Regions from separate parts of the Mus musculus genome. Here all the other regions are linked to region 1. Evidence: chromatin contacts called from public promoter capture Hi-C data. All regions are on one chromosome and are shown on one strand. The core of a region is the stretch at or near the end of the contact, and the rest is flanking DNA. Distances in the headings are between cores, read along the strand shown. Region 1 holds the start of Otx2os1 (orthodenticle homeobox 2 opposite strand 1). Region 2 holds the start of Olfr750 (olfactory receptor 750). Region 3 holds the start of Klhl33 (kelch-like 33).

Evidence for each region. Promoter capture Hi-C pulls out the DNA fragments that hold promoters and counts their contacts.
Region 2: a promoter capture Hi-C map of hippocampal neurons shows a contact between it and region 1, with 2.7 times the contacts expected there. The contact joins the promoter of Olfr750 here to the promoter of Otx2os1 in region 1. A contact is called at or near these places in 2 of 39 promoter capture datasets (embryonic stem cells and hippocampal neurons) and 2 of 115 datasets of contacts at active chromatin or transcription factors (astrocytes and embryonic stem cells).
Region 3: a contact with region 1 is called in a promoter capture Hi-C map of stem cell-derived epiblast-like cells, with 3 times the contacts expected there. The contact joins the promoter of Klhl33 here to the promoter of Otx2os1 in region 1. A contact is called at or near these places in 3 of 39 promoter capture datasets (liver and stem cell-derived epiblast-like cells).

What each region holds. Positions count from the first base shown.
Region 1 is chr14:48,667,651-48,670,764 of GRCm38.p6, forward strand. It overlaps Otx2os1 (orthodenticle homeobox 2 opposite strand 1), which reads left to right and starts at 1,638. Exons shown (of 5, transcript NR_029384.1): 1 at 1,638-1,746; 2 at 2,644-2,799.
Region 2 is chr14:51,069,925-51,073,038 of GRCm38.p6, forward strand. Olfr750 (olfactory receptor 750) reads right to left here and starts at 1,518. Exons shown (of 1, transcript NM_207558.2): 1 at 387-1,518. The coding sequence starts at 1,467. The coding sequence ends at 472.
Region 3 is chr14:50,895,776-50,898,889 of GRCm38.p6, forward strand. It overlaps Klhl33 (kelch-like 33), which reads right to left and starts at 1,708. Exons shown (of 4, transcript NM_001370764.1): 1 at 673-1,708. The coding sequence starts at 1,408.

The DNA.
Region 1 (3,114 bases), core at 388-2,887:
CAGGCCGCTGCTGCACGGGGGGAAGAGCAGGCAACAAATCCAGGCCTCCGACACTACCAGAACGTTCTTTAAAACACTGGGCTACGCTTAAAATATACATTATGGGCCCAAGCATGTGAACTAATTGTATAATTAAAATGATGGACAGGAAGGCCTCCCTCTTCGGTCTTTTCTTCTTCCTTTATACTCCTTCTTATCCTCCTTTTCTTTTTTGTTTTTATTTTAGAGAAAGGATACCAAACAACATAAAGCAGGAAAATATTTAAGTCAAAGCTAGGGGAAGGAGGGAGGGGGTAGTACCCCGTTTTCGATTTCCAACGCTAGCAAAGAATGTGTGGGTCAGAGGCAGAACTCAAACCCAGGCACAGGCTTAAAAACAGGGCTATGTTCTCTTGAAGAGGACCAGACGGCGCTGAGGGAAAAATGGGTGAAGATGAACAAGAGTGGAACTGAGCTGTGAACATGCAGTGTAGGCAGAGAGTCACGCAGCTATGGACTGTCTGAAAACTCCAGCGTCCTCACTGGCTGTTCTTTTACCCCTTAGAATAACCCTTGGTCTCTGGAGTTCTGGCTTTCCAGGCATGTTTTTTCAATTTGATAAGCATAGAGCAAGATACAAAAGAAAACGTGAGCTCCCAAATCTACCGCCAAGGCAGATTTCCGGCCAAGGGAGGGGATACCTCAAATCTCTCCAGCTGAGTATGAGGTGACAAAAAGCCCCCAGTAGAAACAGTTTGTGCTTAAGAACAAACGCCTGGTACTTCAGGCCTGGGAGTTACTAGGGATGGAGGCGCCCTACTCAGAGGCCGAAACTCGGGAGCTGGGATGCTGCAGGGTCAACCAACTCAACTTCTTCTGGTCCAGACTGGTTTTTTTTTTTTTTTTTTTTTAAACAAGAATCAGAGTTTTCTAGAAAAGCAGAAACACGCTGGACAGAATATTAGGGGACGGGGCGGGGGGAGGTGAGGGGCAAACGCTACTGCTGAGTGTGTGAATGGAGGCTGGGAGGGGGAGGGGGGGGGAGGATAGCTTTCCCCTCACAACTCCCAATGCAGAAGGAAAAACAAAACAAAACGAAAAAACCCACCCCTCCCTCACTACCTCAGTCACCGCCACCACTGCTAGTGGGCCCAAAGAAACAGCTCGTTGCCTTTAATTTGGGGACCTATGTTAATGAAGTTGGTAATTAATTCGTCGCTTTGTTGTCGGTTCTTATACTGTATGTGTAATCAAATGTGGCCGTCCTTGGGATTTACAGCAATTAGCGAATTACGGGAGTGCGCACGAGGCTGCAAGTTCTCGGCAGCCCGGCTGGGCTCGGCTCCGGCCTAAGGCTGGGCACTCCGCTGCCGCTGCAGACTTGCAGGTGTGTCCTAAGAGCCTTGGGGTCCTGGAGGCTCCGCGAACCCTCGAGCTCCTCCGGGCTTGCCCAGTTCTTCCTGGCTCCTTCGTAGCTGTTCCAGTCCTAAGGAAACTCCTGGCTGTCGCGTTCCCCAGAGCCACGACTTTGTGGGGCCTAGGCTAGGGGGGAGGGTGAGTACGGATCTTTCCTTGTTACCCCGCCCCCACTGTGCAGAAACACCTGGCGACTGTCCCTAAGGCCTTTCATTTAGGAGAGGTAAACAAATGTCCCAGGCAGTTGTCCCGCGTGGCCCGGGCTGTGGGAAGCAGGTCCTGGCTCTTGGTCCGAGCCATCGTGCTTTGTATGATGGAAAGGCAAATCCACGCGAATCTCTTGAAAAAGAGGTTGTTTCCCACCCCGAGAAAAGAGTTCTCCCCGGTTTGATCATAATGATGTTGAAAGCATCAAAGGGCGAGAAAGAAAAGAAAAGAAAAGAAAAGAAAAGAAAAGAAAAGAAAAGAAAAGAAAAGAAAAGAAAAGAAAAGAGAAAAAGGCCATTGTGGATGTAGGGGAGCAAGGCCTTGGGGGCAGTAGAGGTGGGGTGCGGTAACGAAATAGAGCGAGGGCTTGTGAGTCACTCAAAGTAAATGAAAAAATCCGGAGAGAAAGCGATACATCTACAGTAGGGTCCGGAGACATTAGGAACCTCTCAAGGCCCGGGTAAAGGTTTGGGGTGTCATCCTGAGACAACCCAGAGCAACCAAACCTCCCAGAAAAGTCCGGAGTGCTATAGACAGTGGAGGATTTCTGTTAGATACAGCGTGGGAGGGCTTTCCCCTTCAGCGGCTGGCAGCACACAGCCCCCCGCTTCTCCTTTGCCCTCTAGTCTAATAACTTCGCGGAAATACAGGGCCAATAAACCACCAGTTGGAAACGGACAGTGTTAAATAAACAAGGGTCTCTTTAAAATTCTCATCCACTTCAGATGTCTAAAGTAAGATCGTGATGATTTTGTCACGGTTTGGTAAATTTACCCCTTTAAGAGGCTTTTCATAAATCCCAGAACACACCTTCAGCCAGATTTGAATATAGATTTAGGTTTTAAAACCCAGAAGCTGGAAACACTGCTTTATCAAAGAGAATTTCCCTTTAGCTTAGCAGTGTGCTGCAGCTCTCAAAAGATTGGATCTGAAAGAGAGAGAGACACACGCACACGCACATAGGAGGAGAAAGAGAGCCAGAGCCAGAGATGAAGACAAGGGAGGGAAGGGAAAAAAGACTTTTCTTTTTTTTCTTTCTAGAGGAATTCTGCCCAGACTCTCCAGCAGTTGGTAGCAGGCAAGCTTTCTCCTGTGTCGCCTGGAAAAGTTGCAAAATTGCTCTTCACCTGTAAGAACATGCATTTTATCTTCCAGTCTCTTCTTGTCAATTTGGAAATTGCAGACACCCCGGCTCAGGTACGGTTTCCACAAACCCTATTCTAGGTCAGGACAAAAGCCACTGGCTTTGGGAGAAGGGGGGTGGAGAGGGTGGGCTGCTTCACAGAAACCCTTAGAAGCTTGATGGGAGAAAAAGACTCCTTGGATGGAAACATCTCTTGATTTTCAGTAAGTTCTTGAGCCTCCAATATTCTTCCTAGCCATTCATTGTATTTCCTTTATCCAGAGTTTAACTTTTCTCCCATTTAGAAAACAAAAACATTTCCTATGAAACTGACTTAAGATAGCTTGATTGTGGTTTTTTTTTTTTTTCCCAACAATTCTCATTAACTA
Region 2 (3,114 bases), core at 268-2,767, 2.4 Mb after region 1:
CCTAATTTAGGGTTGATCAGTTTGAAGAAAGAATAGTTGGTTGGCCTATAACTGTTGTGTCTATCAGCTGGGGGCCTATTGGCAAGGGGGAAAAAAGCCTTCCAGGCCTTTGTTTTAAGCTGCCAAGTTTTTGTAACAGATCAGGAGGGTAAGAAAAGACAGCAATGTTGGAAGTTGGTCACCTTTATTACCTAGCTGTGGTCCCTCTCCCTGTCTACCTACCAGAGAATCTCTGTCTGACTCCTAGTCTCACATGGCATACCCCATATTCCCCACATAGGCACATAATTAATAAAATAAGATATTGAAAATAGTGTGAGTTGTTATTACGACGCATAATATAGAGTTAATTCATTTTGCTTGAAAGAGAAATGTAGGCTTGTTCTCCTTGAAGCTCGTCCTGGCTCCTCTCATGATGAAGGAAAAGCTGGCAATGGAGATGTGTGGACCTGAGACTGAGTCCCCACGCTTTCAACTGGCTGTCTTCTTTCTCAAACTATCCCCAAGTAAAGACTGTTCTAACAGCTTGGCGACTACCTTCCTGAACATCTCTTTCAAAGCTTCCTTGACTTGATCGTTGCGCAAGGCATAGATAAAAGGATTCAGCAGAGGGGTCACAAATGTTGTTATCACGGTTACAGACCAGTTAGTATCCACAGAGCCGCTCTGGGATGGCCTTACGTAGAGGAAAATGGCACTTCCATAGAAGAGGGTTACCACCATCAAGTGAGAAGTACAGGTGGAGAAAGCCTTCTGCCGACCGGAAGCAGAGGGGATGCGCAGGACCGCCAGGACTATGTGGCCATAGGACGCACCAGTAATGGTGAGCGAGGACATGATGACAAGAAAGGCCAGGACAAAGTCAGCCTCCTCCAGTCTCGTGGTGTTGGTACATGCCAGGTGAAGCAAGGGTCCACTGTCACAGAAGAAGTGCTGAACCACAGCACCCTGTTTGCAGAAAGGAAGCAAGGCCACAGCCACTGTGGGGCCAAGCACAGGGAGGAGTCCCCCCATCCAGCAGGCCAAGGCCACCCGAAAGCACACGGCTCCATTCATTAGCAAGGGGTAATGCAGAGGACGGCAGATGGCCAGGTAGCGATCCACAGACATGACGGCCAACAGTAGGAACTCAGAGGCCCCCAGAAAGAAGTAAAAGTAAAACTGAGTGATACAGGCAGCAAAGGAAATGGTGTGCCGTCTCGAGAGGAAATTGCTCAGCATCTTCGGAATGATGACAGAAGTGATCAGAATCTCGAGGCAGGACAAGTTAGCCAGGAAGAAATACATGGGTGTCTGCAGGCGGTGATCCGCCCCCACCAAGACAACAATCAACGTGTTGCCTGTTAGAGTCAACAGGTAAACGAAAAGGAACACGGAGAACACTTCCGCTCCTGTGCTGTTGAGATTCGGGAAGCCTGCCAGGACAAACTCCGTAGTGCCGACACTCTGGTTCGCACGTGGAGCCATTATTATCTTTCCCAGCTGTAAAGATGAAACGACGTTCTATCACCCATCCTGAAACTCAGAGAAATTTCCCCTAAAGGGTAGCCACGTCTTAGGAAAGCGTCCGGAGTCTATATCTTCAACGATCTTGTTCTCAAATCTCGACTGATGGCTCTTCATTATGATGGGGAAAGTATCTCTGAACATCAGAGTTGGGTGAAAATACGAGAATGAGATTTTGTGAAGAAACAGAGCTCCGGCTGATTTCCTGCTTTAGAATTCTTGCTGTTTACACACACCCCGGTCTCCTACGCTCTGCTTTTCAATTACAAACTTTGGTAAGGAGCAAGAGAAATAACAGGACAAAGGATTCAAAAGTTTCCTGTGTCAACCTAACGAACTGGCAGAGAAAATCAGGACGAAAGTCAAAGCCCAGGCTTGGCTTGCCCCACGTTTGGAAGCGGATCAAGAGATGGGGTCCTTGCTTGGGTTTCAGTTACCCAGTTAAACAATTAGCTGCAGAGACCAGGGTATTTGATACACCAATTCTCCCCTTTTATGGAGAATTTTCACAATAAACCAAGAACCTAACTAAACTCAGATTGACACAAACTACTTGCATTTCTGAAGTAAGTGTAGTACACATAAAGGAGGCTGACTATAGCAAGAAGCCATATTGATCCATTCACTTACTCGGTTGCATTCAAGCTAAGTGCCCCGGCTAACATTAATATCAGCCCATGAGGCCTTTTTTCAATTTGTGACATTTTCCCTTCTGAGACAGAATCTGAAGCCTTTTCAAAAACAGGCTGTCAGAAACAGAATTGCAAATCACTGTTATAATTAATTAAACTGGAAATGAAGTAGATTCAAGCCATTCCAGTCCCACAAACTTAAAAAAAAAAAAAAAGGTTGAATTGATGGTATTGTAAAGTGCTGTCTCTAAAAGTCTCCACTAAAAGATAACAGAAAACACAAACTAAAGAAAAGAAAAAACTAAAGACTCTCAGTAGCAAAACATCAAGGTTGATTTTCAGAGCGTTGATTTTTCTCTAGCTAAATTGTTCCGAACACACCCCATTCTTGCAGTGACATTTTAGGACAACGGTCCCATTCCCAGCAGATGTTAGACTCCTGACTCTCTACTCTGGTCCCCCTTCTCACCTCTGGATCTCAGATGCGGGAGTGGGAAGCACGTGCCCCTTTCGTCTAGGATACAGGAGCTTTGTGGTTATCCGCCTTAGGGGCTCATCGCTGGCACTTCTCCCTCCAGCATCTACAGAAATCGCACTGCGCAGGTCAGGACTACAGTTTTACCTCTGCTCTCACCATGTGCCGCATTCTGTATTTAGCGATTCAAAGACAGGCCATGTTGCTGGATCACTGTCCAATGCCTAACATGACAGAAAAATTAGGGCTTGTGACCAGTAGCGAAGAAATGCTACTGATATGTACAGAATGCTAGGAAGAACGTGAAACACGAGCCTTAGAGGGTAAGTAGTGCTCTCAAGAAAGAGATGCCTAAAATATAGGACTGAGCACTTGAGGGGACAAGAACACTTCCACGAAGCAAAGCATTTGACCTAAGAACAGAAAGTAAGAGTGAAGTGTAATGAGAAGGCACTGGGCACCTCAAAGCAGATTTTTTTCCCCCCCTGGCTCTCTGTCATT
Region 3 (3,114 bases), core at 458-2,957, 2.2 Mb after region 1:
GAATTACAGACATAAGTCACCACAGTTTGCTTGATTTCTTCATTTGAAAATTATTAGCCCTGAACTAGGTAATCTCTAAGCAAATCTATTGTAACTTTAAGCTTTGTTGTGTCTCCGACAGACTCCATTTCCCAGGTCAGACATATCCTGGTATAACTGCATAGGGGATAACCGCACAGGGGAAGCAGACTGAAGTCTGCTGCCAGAGTCAAACACACCTAGGACAAAGGACACACTGGGAAACTTGTACTGATGGCCTCGGCTGCCCTTTGCTGTGTGCTGAGTAGATGCCAAAAGGCTCTAGCTAATTTGTTTGAGTCAGTCTCTTTCTCCCTGTTTTGCTGCCATGGACTGTACTCTAAGCCCTAGCCATCTGGCTGGAAATTCTAGCTACCAGGGAGGGGGGGGGGGGGGGGAAACTGCCTGAACTATCTATCAGTTCAAATCTGTCCGGGTGTCTAGGAAAACAATTCAACTGCGCATGTGCATTTCTTGGTGGCTCTGGAGAAGCACCAAAAAGGACATTCTTGCTGAAGCAATAATACAAAACTATTTCGCAAGGCTAGGGGGTGTGGATCCATGGTAGAGTGGAATTAAGGCCTTAGGTTCCATCCCTACCACCGCAAAACAAGCAAAACATGCATTTTTGGCAGTTGTCTCACAGACTCTCACCCCGCAGGCGGTAGCCCTCTGCCTCCAGCTCCAAGTCGCACCCGATGCCCTCTCGATACAGACGCTCAATGCTGTGCAGATTCTCCCTCAGCTCCTCTGCCTGGCTGAGCTTCTTTTCATTTCCCCTGGCTTTACCAAGTCCTTCTGGCTTCAGCTGGGCCGCCTTCTTCACCCGGGGTGCTCCCAGCGCCTCTGCAGCAGCCAGCACTTCGTCCTGTGAGGCGGGGCCCAGCACCCCCTCGTAGGCAAAGGTCAGCGCAGCCTCCCAGCCCCTCGGGGTCACATCAAGGCTGAAACTGGGCTGCTGACCCCCACCGCTCAGCAGCCTGCCTCGGAAGAGGCTGCTAATTGCAGCCAAGATCACCCGATGCACCCCATATACCTGTCCCCCCACAGACACCTCTTCATCCAGCAGCAGCTTCTGCTCCCGCAGTCTCTGCGCTTCAGCGAAGAACTGGCAGGGGTGCTCCACGCTGCACAGCATCTCAGGCTCCGCTGAGTCGTCGCTGTCATCCTGCTTCTTCCCTTTCTCCGGAGATGAAGCTAGAAAGGGAAGGTTTCCTGAAACGAAGGGGCTAGGTGGGTCAGGCTCTGCCAGAGAAAAGGAAAACAAGCCGGGATCCTCATCGGAAGAGGGAGACCGGGAGAAGGTTCTTCCGGCAGGCACAGGTAGTTCAAGACTGTCCTTCTCGATAGGAAGGGAGACATGCTCCAAGTCTGAGGAAAGGCTTGCCATCTTCCAGACGCTTGTGAGGTTGCCGCAGGTGCCCAGGCATGAGAGAAGTATACCTGAGCAGCACTCAGGAAAACAGAACTGTCTTCAATTCAGCTGTCAGTCCCTCACTCCGTCCGGTGACACACTAACTTTGGGCTATATGGCGCTAACTAACCATAGGGTTCACCAAGTGCAACAGAACCACAAACGCCTGTAGCCATCTGGCTCAGGACAAAGCCCCGCTTTCCACTCGTTTTCTTTTAATCCCAGGCAGGAGACACCGGGCTTCTGCTTGCCCTCTCTTGAGTTCCCAGTCTGCTTAGGACTGCTGTGTACGGATCCTAGCAGTGCCCGCACTTGGCTAATTATAGCTAGCCTGAGGGCTAAACCCTCATCTCTCAGTGCTGGAAGCTGACACTCAATGCACTGGGCCAAGTCCTGGGATGACTTCCCCTTTCCCTCCTTCCAAACCTGTAGGTCACAAGAGTGTGTTGAGTGGGGAAAATTGCAAAGCAAAGGGAACGCAAACGTTGGGTAGAGTGAGCCAGGCCAGAAGGACTGACTGTTTTCCCAGTTGGTGGCTGGAGGTGACAGGAGGCTAGTGAGGGAGTCTGGAAAGTCTAGACTATAAACAATTAACATTTGACTCATCTTCCTCCATCATAGCTGTGGGATTTGGGGGGGAAATATCTCTTAACATCTGCCTGACTTTGCTGTTCCTTCATAACCCCAGAGGGTGGACCAAAAGCCTAACACTTTACACAGCAGTGATAACCAAACTGAAGGTGTAAATCAGAGATGTGTATTTTTAGGAACTGGTTTTAACAGGTAATGTCTTCTATGTGGCCTCCACTTCCCTTAAGTCCTGAACTCTGGTGGAAATCTCCTGTGAAGGGATTATATGCAGGTACCACTAGGACTGCCAGAAAGTTAAACTCTAATGGCTCTTGTCCTTCCCTAACCGCCCCCCACCCCCCGGCCTCCTGGCCATGCTCTAAGAGAATTTGAACTCACTAGTGGATTTCCTCTTCAGATTCTTCAGAAAGAGGAAGCTTATATCATGTTGTTAGACATGCCTCTAAACCATAGAAGGGAACAGAAGTGAGGCTGCAGGTCCAGTTGGACCAATGCTTCTCAAGGATGGCTTCATCAGGGTGTCCACCAATGGAAGCTCTGAACTCTCTTCTCCCAAGTCACACTGCCAGCACTCAGAGCTGCCTGCTGGATACCAACTGATGTTTTCTTCATACTCCACCCTGAGACTGAAGTCTGCCTTAGTAAGGACAGGGTCAGTAGCCATGTAGGGCCTAGAGCCTGGGTTATAGAAACCAGTTGCCGGGGCTGGAGAGATGGCTCAGTGGTTAAGAGCACTGGCTGCTCTTCCAGAGGTCCTGAGTTCAATTCCCAGCAATCACATGGTGGCTTACAACCATCTGTAATAGGATCTGATGCCCTCTTCTGGTGTGTCTGAAGACAGCTACAGTGTACTCATATAAATAAAATAAATGAATATTAAAAAAAAAGAAACAAGTTGCCCGTCAATTTTCTGGTGACTGTCATCAAATGCTGGTGACTACAACCTGGCTAGATCTTTGGTCTGAACTCTTTGCCCCTTCTCTGGGGTCTGTTTAAATGCAATCAGGCAGGATCAGAAAAGTAATCAAGAGACCCAAATTCCCCTACATCAGTTTCCAAATAACCTTTCCTGAACCTGAATGGTTCCTGAA